2 separate regions of the Mus musculus genome follow, and region 2 is linked to region 1. A link is a contact called in public HiChIP or PLAC-seq data. All regions are on one chromosome and are shown on one strand. The core of a region is the stretch at or near the end of the contact, and the rest is flanking DNA. Distances in the headings are between cores, read along the strand shown.

Region 1 (4,099 bases), core at 1,022-3,521:
CTTGCAGGGTCTTCCTGTACGATGCAAGTCTAAAAGCTTTGGTGTAATTTTCTGGTCTACTTCCTCTCTCCTCACCCCCCCCCCTCTCTCTCTCTCTCTCACACACACACACACACACACACACACACACATTGGTACCATACCCCGCATTCTTCCATACAGGCTAGCCCAGTCCCTCCTGCCTTAGCACTTGACAAGGCTGATTTGGATGGGATGGAGGACAGGAAGACCTGTCTTCCTATACATTCTCTCTGTGGTCCATGCTCGACTGTCGGCTGTTGCACACGTGCGTGTCCACATGCTTGCGCACACACTAGACTAGGCAGGTACATACACAGAAAAAGAAGAGAAGGAAAAACACTTCTGTTCCCTCCATGAAAGCCAATTAGGCTCTTTGAGGCAGGTGGGGGGGTTCCCTCAGGCGCCCACTTCCCATCATGCCTTAGCCTCTCCAGAGCTCCCCTAATGTGAGACATTGGAAAAACAAATCTAAGACCTTTGCAGATTAACCCCTGCCTGTCCTCAGGCCAAGCTCCAGGGAGAGCTTCGCTGGGAAACAACAGCTGGGCTCCTTGACCAAACACTAACTCCCAGGGCATGCTTGCTTTATTTTGACAACTGTGCTCCTGCCTAGCATCTGCTGTGCAGTGTCCTGGCACAGAAGGAACAGGGGTAGGGCGTTCAGGTAGATCACCATGCATTGCAAATCTTCTGGCCTCTTTCATGAGACACCTTACCCCAGTCCATCTGTATTATCCTTACAGGAAAGGGAGCCCTGGCTTGGTCCTGGAAGCCCCCACTTAGAAGAATGTTTTAAGACCCTTCCCGTTCCCAGAGTGTTGAGTTCCCAAACTCTGTATGGAGGACAAAGGCAGATTAAATGATGGCGTTATACACTTACTGTTTCCTCTTCTGTTGCTTCTTCTTTGTCCCACATAGCCCCTGGCAACCCATGAGGGGCTATTTGGTCTGCATTAGTCCCACTCCCACTCCCTAGGTGCCTTTGGTGAGAAGTGTGAATCTGAGGTATATCACTGAGTTACGGAGGAGAGGCAGTCCTCTCTCAGACAGCCCTCCTGCCCACAGTGGGACCCCAGGGTCCCCACCAACACAGATGAAAGCCTGGGGTGCCAGAGCTCAGGACTTGCCCTGGGTCTGCCTCTCCTGTCTCTGAGCCTACAATCCACACAGTAAGTCAAATTGCTTAATGGTGCCTGGTTTTCAGCTTCGATCCCAGCCTGCCTCTTATCAGTCAGTGGCCCTAGAAGCAACCTCCAATTCTCAGTCTCATTTTGGTTTAAACTCAGACTTTACTGGGATCGCGGTTTCACTAACAGCCGTGAGTTGAAGAACATCTGTTCGTTCCATTTCTAACTCCTTAACCTCTTAGGGGAGCTGAGAGAGAAAACTCTTCATATAACAGTTCTAGCTGGCAAAAAGTCCTTCTGAGAGCTGATCCTCGTCTTCCCGTCCCAATAAAGACTAACTAGGAATCAGTTGTGCTGCACACCTTCAACCCCAGCTCTTGAGAGGTGGAGGCAGGTGGATCTCTATGTTCAAGGCCGGCTTGGTCTACAGATAGAGTTTTAGGACAGCCAGGGTAACACAGAGAAACCCTGTCTGGAGACACCAAAACCAACCAACCAAAGACTAAGTTAAGTATAGGTGTTCTGGAGGGAGATGGGGGTTAGACGGACGTTGCTGGGGACTCACCCTCTAGTGTGTCCAGGCCAGATCCCAAGGACAGCAGGCTCATAAGCAAGTGTACTCCCCAGGGCCACAGAGCAGGCACTGCCATGACCTCAGCCCTGGTTGTCTTCCAGGTATCCTCCAGGGAGAAAGGAGGATGCAGACCCAGGTTCCAGTGTGAAGTGGCAGGGGTGGGGACGACGACGACACACAAAGGCAAAGGGATTAGAGATCTCAAATAGAGACCGCGGGAGATAGAAAAGAATTTCGGAACAGAGGAAACAAAGCCTGTGACAAGCAGCTAGAGACAGCCTCAGTGTGGTCCAGAGACAGATACTGGGACAGAGATGCAGATAGGAGTGGAGGAGCCTCAGAGAGGCATCCAGAGGGAGGATGATTCAGAACACAAAGATCCAGACAGTCCAGGCAGTCCTGAGGGGAGGCAGAGTGGAAGCCCCCGGTGAGCCCCGGGAGTGCCCCAAGGGGCGGCAGCGGGGTCCCGAGACACCCGCAGCACTCCACCCCGAGACACTCCGCGGACCTCCTGGACATGCAGACTTCCACTCTCGGTCGACCGGCCGCGGCTGGTGGGGCAGAAAGGCAGGGACCTCGCCCAGCTCCCGCCCTTTCCAGAAACGGATTGGTTTACGCCGCCGCCCGCCGACTTCTCTGTTCTCTCCGCCCCTCCCACCAAGTCAAGGGAAAATATTTAGCCTGTCAACTGAGGGAGGTGGGGGACAGATGTGTTGGGGAAATAAGGTTGGGGGCCAAGAACTGAGCTCTGGAACCCCTCTCTCTGTCTCAGTTTCCCTCTCTCCCCCATCCCCACCCCCCCAACCCGCTCGCTGCAGATCTGGAGGGAGCGGCTGGGCTCCCTGGCTTGATTTGCAGGGGAGTTCTGGAGTCCAACAGGTGTTTTGACATCTGCGGGGTAACTTCCCGCAGCCTGGACAGGTCGGACTCCACTGGTGAAACCTGAAGACCTCACCACTTCGACCTCACCACTTCGCCTCTCACAGCCCTTCCCAGCCTCCCGAGGCTACTTTGAACATACTTCCTTGGCGCGGGGTATGTCCCCGTCAAATCCCTTGGTTTTGGCTCAAATCCCTAGGAGACGAGTCGTTCTTCTCTCTGTGAGATTCCTCCTTCATTTGGTTACTTTTTTTTTTTTTGGTTTTTCGAGACAGGGTTCCTTTGTGTAGCCCTGGCTGTCCTGGAAGTAGACCAGGCTGGCCTCGAACTCAGAAATCTGCCTGCCTCTGCCTCCCATGTGCTGGGATTAAAGGCGTGTGCCACCACTGCCTGGCTCCATTTGGTTACTTTTAAGAACTCAGGATGCTTAGTGGGTCTCTATATATGTACTTATTCGGGGCCACTTGGAGGACAATTCATGATGGGATGATCTCTTAAACGCGACACTTATACGTGCAGTCAAGAAGGCCATTGCGCAAGACTTGCCATTTAGTGGCCTGGATGCTGGGCCTGAGACTTCCCAGGTTCACAAATACCGTGAGCCGATGGTTCCCAGCTCCCACGTCCGAAGAACTAAGAGATCTATTAATTTCTCCGCACAGAAATCGATGCTCTTGTCAGGACGGCGATCGATGCCAAGCTTGGTCTGCCTGGCCATGGCTCGGCTCTGGGGCCCCAGATGGATGGTTAGGATTGGGAACTGACCCTAAGACCAGAGGCACAGCTTAGAAAGGCTCAGAACTGCTCTTCTCCGCCCTCGAAGCCCCAGGCCGAGCGCAAACGCCGGGCGCGAGGGCTTCTAGCGCCACCCTGTGGTCTTTTGAGGACCGAGAGGTCTCCACTTTCCAATCTTCCTCCAATTGTGTTCTAAGGACTCTTCTCTCCCACTATTTTTCTCCCCAGGTTCTGCATCCAGCCATGCTGAGGCCCTCTCCCTTTCCTTACTAGGGTCTGGAGAGCGTTCACCTAACTTATTCCAAGTGACATGCACACCCTCTTAAGTAAAGTGCACCGTGAGGCTGGCTGGGATGACCTGGACTTCAACCCTTCCCTTGCTCAATTTCTCCACTTCCCCGCAAATCTGAAAATGCAGCTGTTTTACTGTGAGAAATAAGGTATCAGCTTCCTAGCTCCCCCAGCCTCAGAAGACACTTGTGAGGCAATCTATGGCAGCCCCCCGCCCCAGGTCTCCTGCAGCCGCGAGGGACATTAGGAAGGCGAGCTGGCATTAGGGCCTCAAAAGGGGAGGGGGCACTGGGGGCATTGGCAGGCGGGGCGGGGCGGGGCCGTGGGTGCCGCCCTCTCCTGGTGGCTAGTCTTTAACACCGCCCCGCGCACGTGTCGCGCGAGGCCGGGCGGCGGCAGCTAGGAGCGCACGGACGGCTGCGCGGCCCGAGCAAGGCGGGCGCCGCCGCGATGCTGCGAGGCCAGCGGCTCG
Region 2 (4,099 bases), core at 1,140-3,639, 250 kb before region 1:
GGTGAGTTTAAGACCAACCTGGTCTACAAAGTGAGTTCCAAGACAGCCAGAGCTGTTAAACAGAGAAACCCTGACTCAAAAAAAAAAAAATAATCAAAATAAAATAATAAAACAGTTCTGCCAGCCCTGTATAGTAGTGCACATCTTTAATCTCAATACTTAGGAAACAGACTAAGATCTCAGTGAGCTGGAGGCCAGCCACTTTTACATATGTCCCAGGTCAGTAAAGGGGGCTTTGTAAAAGCCTGTCTCAAATATAGATAGATAGATAGATAGATAGATAGATAGATAGATAGATAGATAGATAGATAATCAGTTCTATCAGTTTCAAAATGTGATCCAGGGCCCCCTTTGGGCTGGGACTTTTCCAGAGGCCTATGATGTCAACGTCTTTTCTCAGAAATCCTCCCACATTATTCCTCCCCCCCTTTTTTTATTTTTTGAGACAGGTTTCTTTGTGTAGCCTTGGCTGTCCTGGAACTAGCTCTGTATACAAGGCTGACCTCAAAGGCATGCACCACAAATGCCTGGCTCCCTCTATTTCTCATGACTGCATAGACTGTGTAGTTTCCCAGGTACCACACCAGTGATAACGATGCTTTGTTAAGGGACTATGCTCTTGTGTACTCTGGTGTCTAGGAATACTCTTCAATTCTGCATAGCTAAATGCCCCAAAGCTCACAAAACCTTATAAAATGGAGGCAGGGTGTTAGCAATCGTGACAGTCGAGTTTAGGAAGAATCACATGTCTATCCACCTTTCCATTAGGAAGGATGATTGCATGAAGCCCAAATGAAACGGAACTGTGAATACAGCAACACAAAAACGGGGTAAAGAAGTGGTCTTCTTGACCAAAGTGTGGACACTTAACCCCTTCCTAGAAATGGGAACAAAACACCCATGGAAGGAGCTACAGAGACAAAATTTGGAGCTGTGACAAAAAGATGAACCATCTAGTGATTGCCATATGCAGGGATCCATCCCATAATCAGCTTCCAAACGCTGACACCATTGCACACACTAGCAAAATTTTGCTGAAAGGACCCAGATATAGCTCTCTCTTGTGAGACTATGCCGGGGCCTAGCAAACACAGAAGTGGATGCTCACAGTCAGCTATTGGATGGATCACACGGCCCCCAATGCAGGAGCTAGAGATATTACCCAAGGAGCTAAAGGGATCTGCAACCCTATAGGTGGAACAACAATATGAACTAAGCAGTACTCCGGAGCTCTTGTCTCTAGCTGCATATGCATCAAAAGATGGCCTAGTCGGCCATCACTGGAAAGAGAGGCCCATTGGACTTGCCAACTTTAGATGTCCCAGTACAGGGGAACGCCAGGGCCAAAAAGGGGGAGTGGGTGGGTAGGGAATTGGGGGGGGTGGATATGGGGGACCTTTGGGATAGCATTGAAAATGTAAACGAGGAAAATACCTAATTAAAAAAAAATTAAAAAAAAAAAAGAAGTGGTCTTCTTGGATTTTTTTTGTTTTTGAGGGCTTACTAATTAGCCTGGCTAGCCTGGGTTACACTGGCCTGCCTCTCTCCCAGGTGCTACCTTGCTTCTTGAAATGGAAACAGAAGTAAAATTTAGATGCTGAGGTCACCATGCAAATACCACTTATTATAAATACCAAATTATTTCTGACTATTTTAACAGTAAGAATAATCATACCCCACACTTGTAGTGCATTGACTCACCACGAACCTGCTATTAACTGCTTCACATGGATTGTCTCATTGATGCCTGCCAACATCTTATAAGAAGGTATTACTTAGCCTTAATTTACAAAGAAGAAATCGAACACTGCTAATTCGAACACCAAACAACTGGCAAGTAGTGGATCCAGGATTGGTAGTGAAGCATTTCATGAGCAACTCACTGCTTTGTACCTTTACAGCTTCTTTCTTCTGCTGTAAGCCTTCCCCACATTCTATTTCTCATCACAGTAATTCAAAACCACACTTCCCGGAAGGCGGAGGCAAGCTTTATTTCCCAGCCCTTGAGAATCGTTCAGCGTTTCTGGACTGAAATGAGTGACACAGTAGGAATCGTTTTTTAACGCACTTGCAATGGGCCGGCGTGGGCAGACGCAGCCTGATCTGCGAAGGCTGCAAGTACACTGAGACGCGGTCTCCTTTCCAGCCAGTTTCCAGGGATGTCCAGAGCCACCCGTTTGCAGCAGCCTAGAGGACCAGCCGCCGCCTTTTCCTCCGGTTATAAATCCAAGCCCCGCAGCCACAGAGTCAGCAGGGTGGAACTACTCTCCGATCTTCGCCCTTGCTCCCGCCCCTGGGGAAAGCAAGCTCCTTACCGTCAGTGTACAGTCCTCTCCGTGGAAGCACGTGTGACACCCGACTTGGGTGCAGCCATCTTCCCGGAAGTGAACTTTGGCCCTTCTAGGATGCAGAAACCATAGAGACGTCCTGACAGTAGCCACTCCCCTGGATGTTTGCCACGGAAACTGAGTTCCAGGCTGGGTGCTAGTTTCCTTCCTGCAGTTGTTGGAAGCCAATGCGCCGCCCTAACCTCTGTTTCGGGTCCCCCACCCCCACCCCCACCCCCGACCCTATCCTGAGCTTTCCGGAGTTAGTGCCTCCCTTGAGGCAAGGACACTCAGGCTCTGCGTAGCGGGATCAGCACTGGTTGCACACTACCTTGTCCCTTTCGTACTGGGAACACAAGAACACTTAAGACTCGACCCTTAACTTGGAGGAGCATGTAGACTTGCTCCAAGAAGAGGAGACGAAAAGGGGTCCAGGGCACCGGAGCTGCAAGTACACCATTCCCACCAGCAGTTGTAGGCTTCTGCGGCCGGCCGGCCGCCCAAAAACAAGGGAAAAGAGCGTTTCATATTGCCTCCCCATATGGGAATAGCCATTTGCTTGTTATCTAGAACGCAATTACGGCAAAGGATATAATAAAGAAAATACACTGAGGGCAGAAGAGATAGCTAACCCATTAAGAGTGTTTCAGATTGAGTTCCCAGCACCCATATGGATTCCAGAGGATCCAACACCTTCTAACTTCTGAACTGCAGATGCATACATGCAGGCAACGCACACACACATATAAAATTACATCCTTAACAATTAATTAAAAAGAAAAGAAATTACAGTGGGGGATCTTCAAGAGCATCCAAGTCTAGTTACCAGTATCCATGTTGGGTGGTGACACATGCCTTTAATCCCAGCACTCGGGAGGCAGAGGCAGACGGATTTCTGAGTTCGAGGCCAGCCTGGTCTACAAAGTGAGTTCCAGGACAGCCACGGCTATACAGAGAAACCCTGTCTCGAAAAACAAAACAAAACAAAAACAACAACAAAAAAAGATGCACAGTATCCATGTTGGGTATTCACAGGTACCTGTAAACTCCAACTCCTGGGGACCCATGGCCTCTGCTGGTATCTATAAACATATACACAGGCCCACTCACAGAAACACATAATTAAAAATGAATCTTTAAAAAAGCAAAACAGAACAAAACAAAACAAAACCCATGATAGCAGAAACAGAGATGCAATGGGTGAATTCTGAAAATCATCCTACTACCCTGACCATGTCAAGAGAACGGGAGTCTTTTGTAACAAAAGAGTTATCTGGTCACATCTGTGTATCATTTGTGTGAGGCCCATATTAGGATAGTGTCTTAATTGTTGTGAAGGAACAACATGACCAAGGCAACTCTTCTAAGGAAAAAAAATTTAATTGGGGCTGGATTACAATTTCAGAGGTTCAGTTCATTATCATCGTGGTGGGAGGCATGGCAGCCTGCAGGCAGACATGGTGCTGGAGGAGCTGAGAGTTCTACATCTTAATCCAAAGGCAGGAGACAGGGACTGCCTTCTGCAGGCAGCCAGGAGGAGACTGGAATTCCACATTGAGCAGAGCTTAATCATGGGAGACACACACATCCTCTGCCAAGGCCACATCAATTCTAACAAGGCCACACCTCCTAATATTGCCATTCATTTTGGGCCAAACATTCAAACACATGATTCTATGGGGGCCAAACCTATTCAAATTCAAATCACCACAGGCAAATAGGAGCATCTCACTATCCTGCTAACCAATACATTTTTATAGCACCTCCTATAG

Evidence for each region. HiChIP or PLAC-seq counts read pairs in DNA pulled down with a chosen protein or histone mark.
Region 2: an H3K4me3 HiChIP or PLAC-seq map of embryonic stem cells shows a contact between it and region 1, with 6 times the contacts expected there. The contact joins the promoter of Gpatch4 here to the promoter of Insrr in region 1. A contact is called at or near these places in 3 of 39 promoter capture datasets (cranial neural crest, embryonic stem cells and liver), 5 of 115 datasets of contacts at active chromatin or transcription factors (bone marrow-derived macrophages, embryonic stem cells, large pre-B cells and 2 more) and 2 of 9 other capture datasets (liver and pancreatic islet).

What each region holds. Positions count from the first base shown.
Region 1 is chr3:87,795,123-87,799,221 of GRCm38.p6, reverse strand. It overlaps Insrr (insulin receptor-related receptor), which reads right to left and starts at 2,271. Exons shown (of 22, transcript NM_011832.2): 1 at 1,714-2,271. The coding sequence starts at 1,798. It overlaps Ntrk1 (neurotrophic tyrosine kinase, receptor, type 1), which reads left to right and starts at 4,060. Exons shown (of 17, transcript NM_001033124.1): 1 at 4,060-4,099. The coding sequence starts at 4,078.
Region 2 is chr3:88,041,396-88,045,494 of GRCm38.p6, reverse strand. It overlaps Gpatch4 (G patch domain containing 4), which reads right to left and starts at 2,389. Exons shown (of 8, transcript NM_001110809.2): 1 at 2,316-2,389.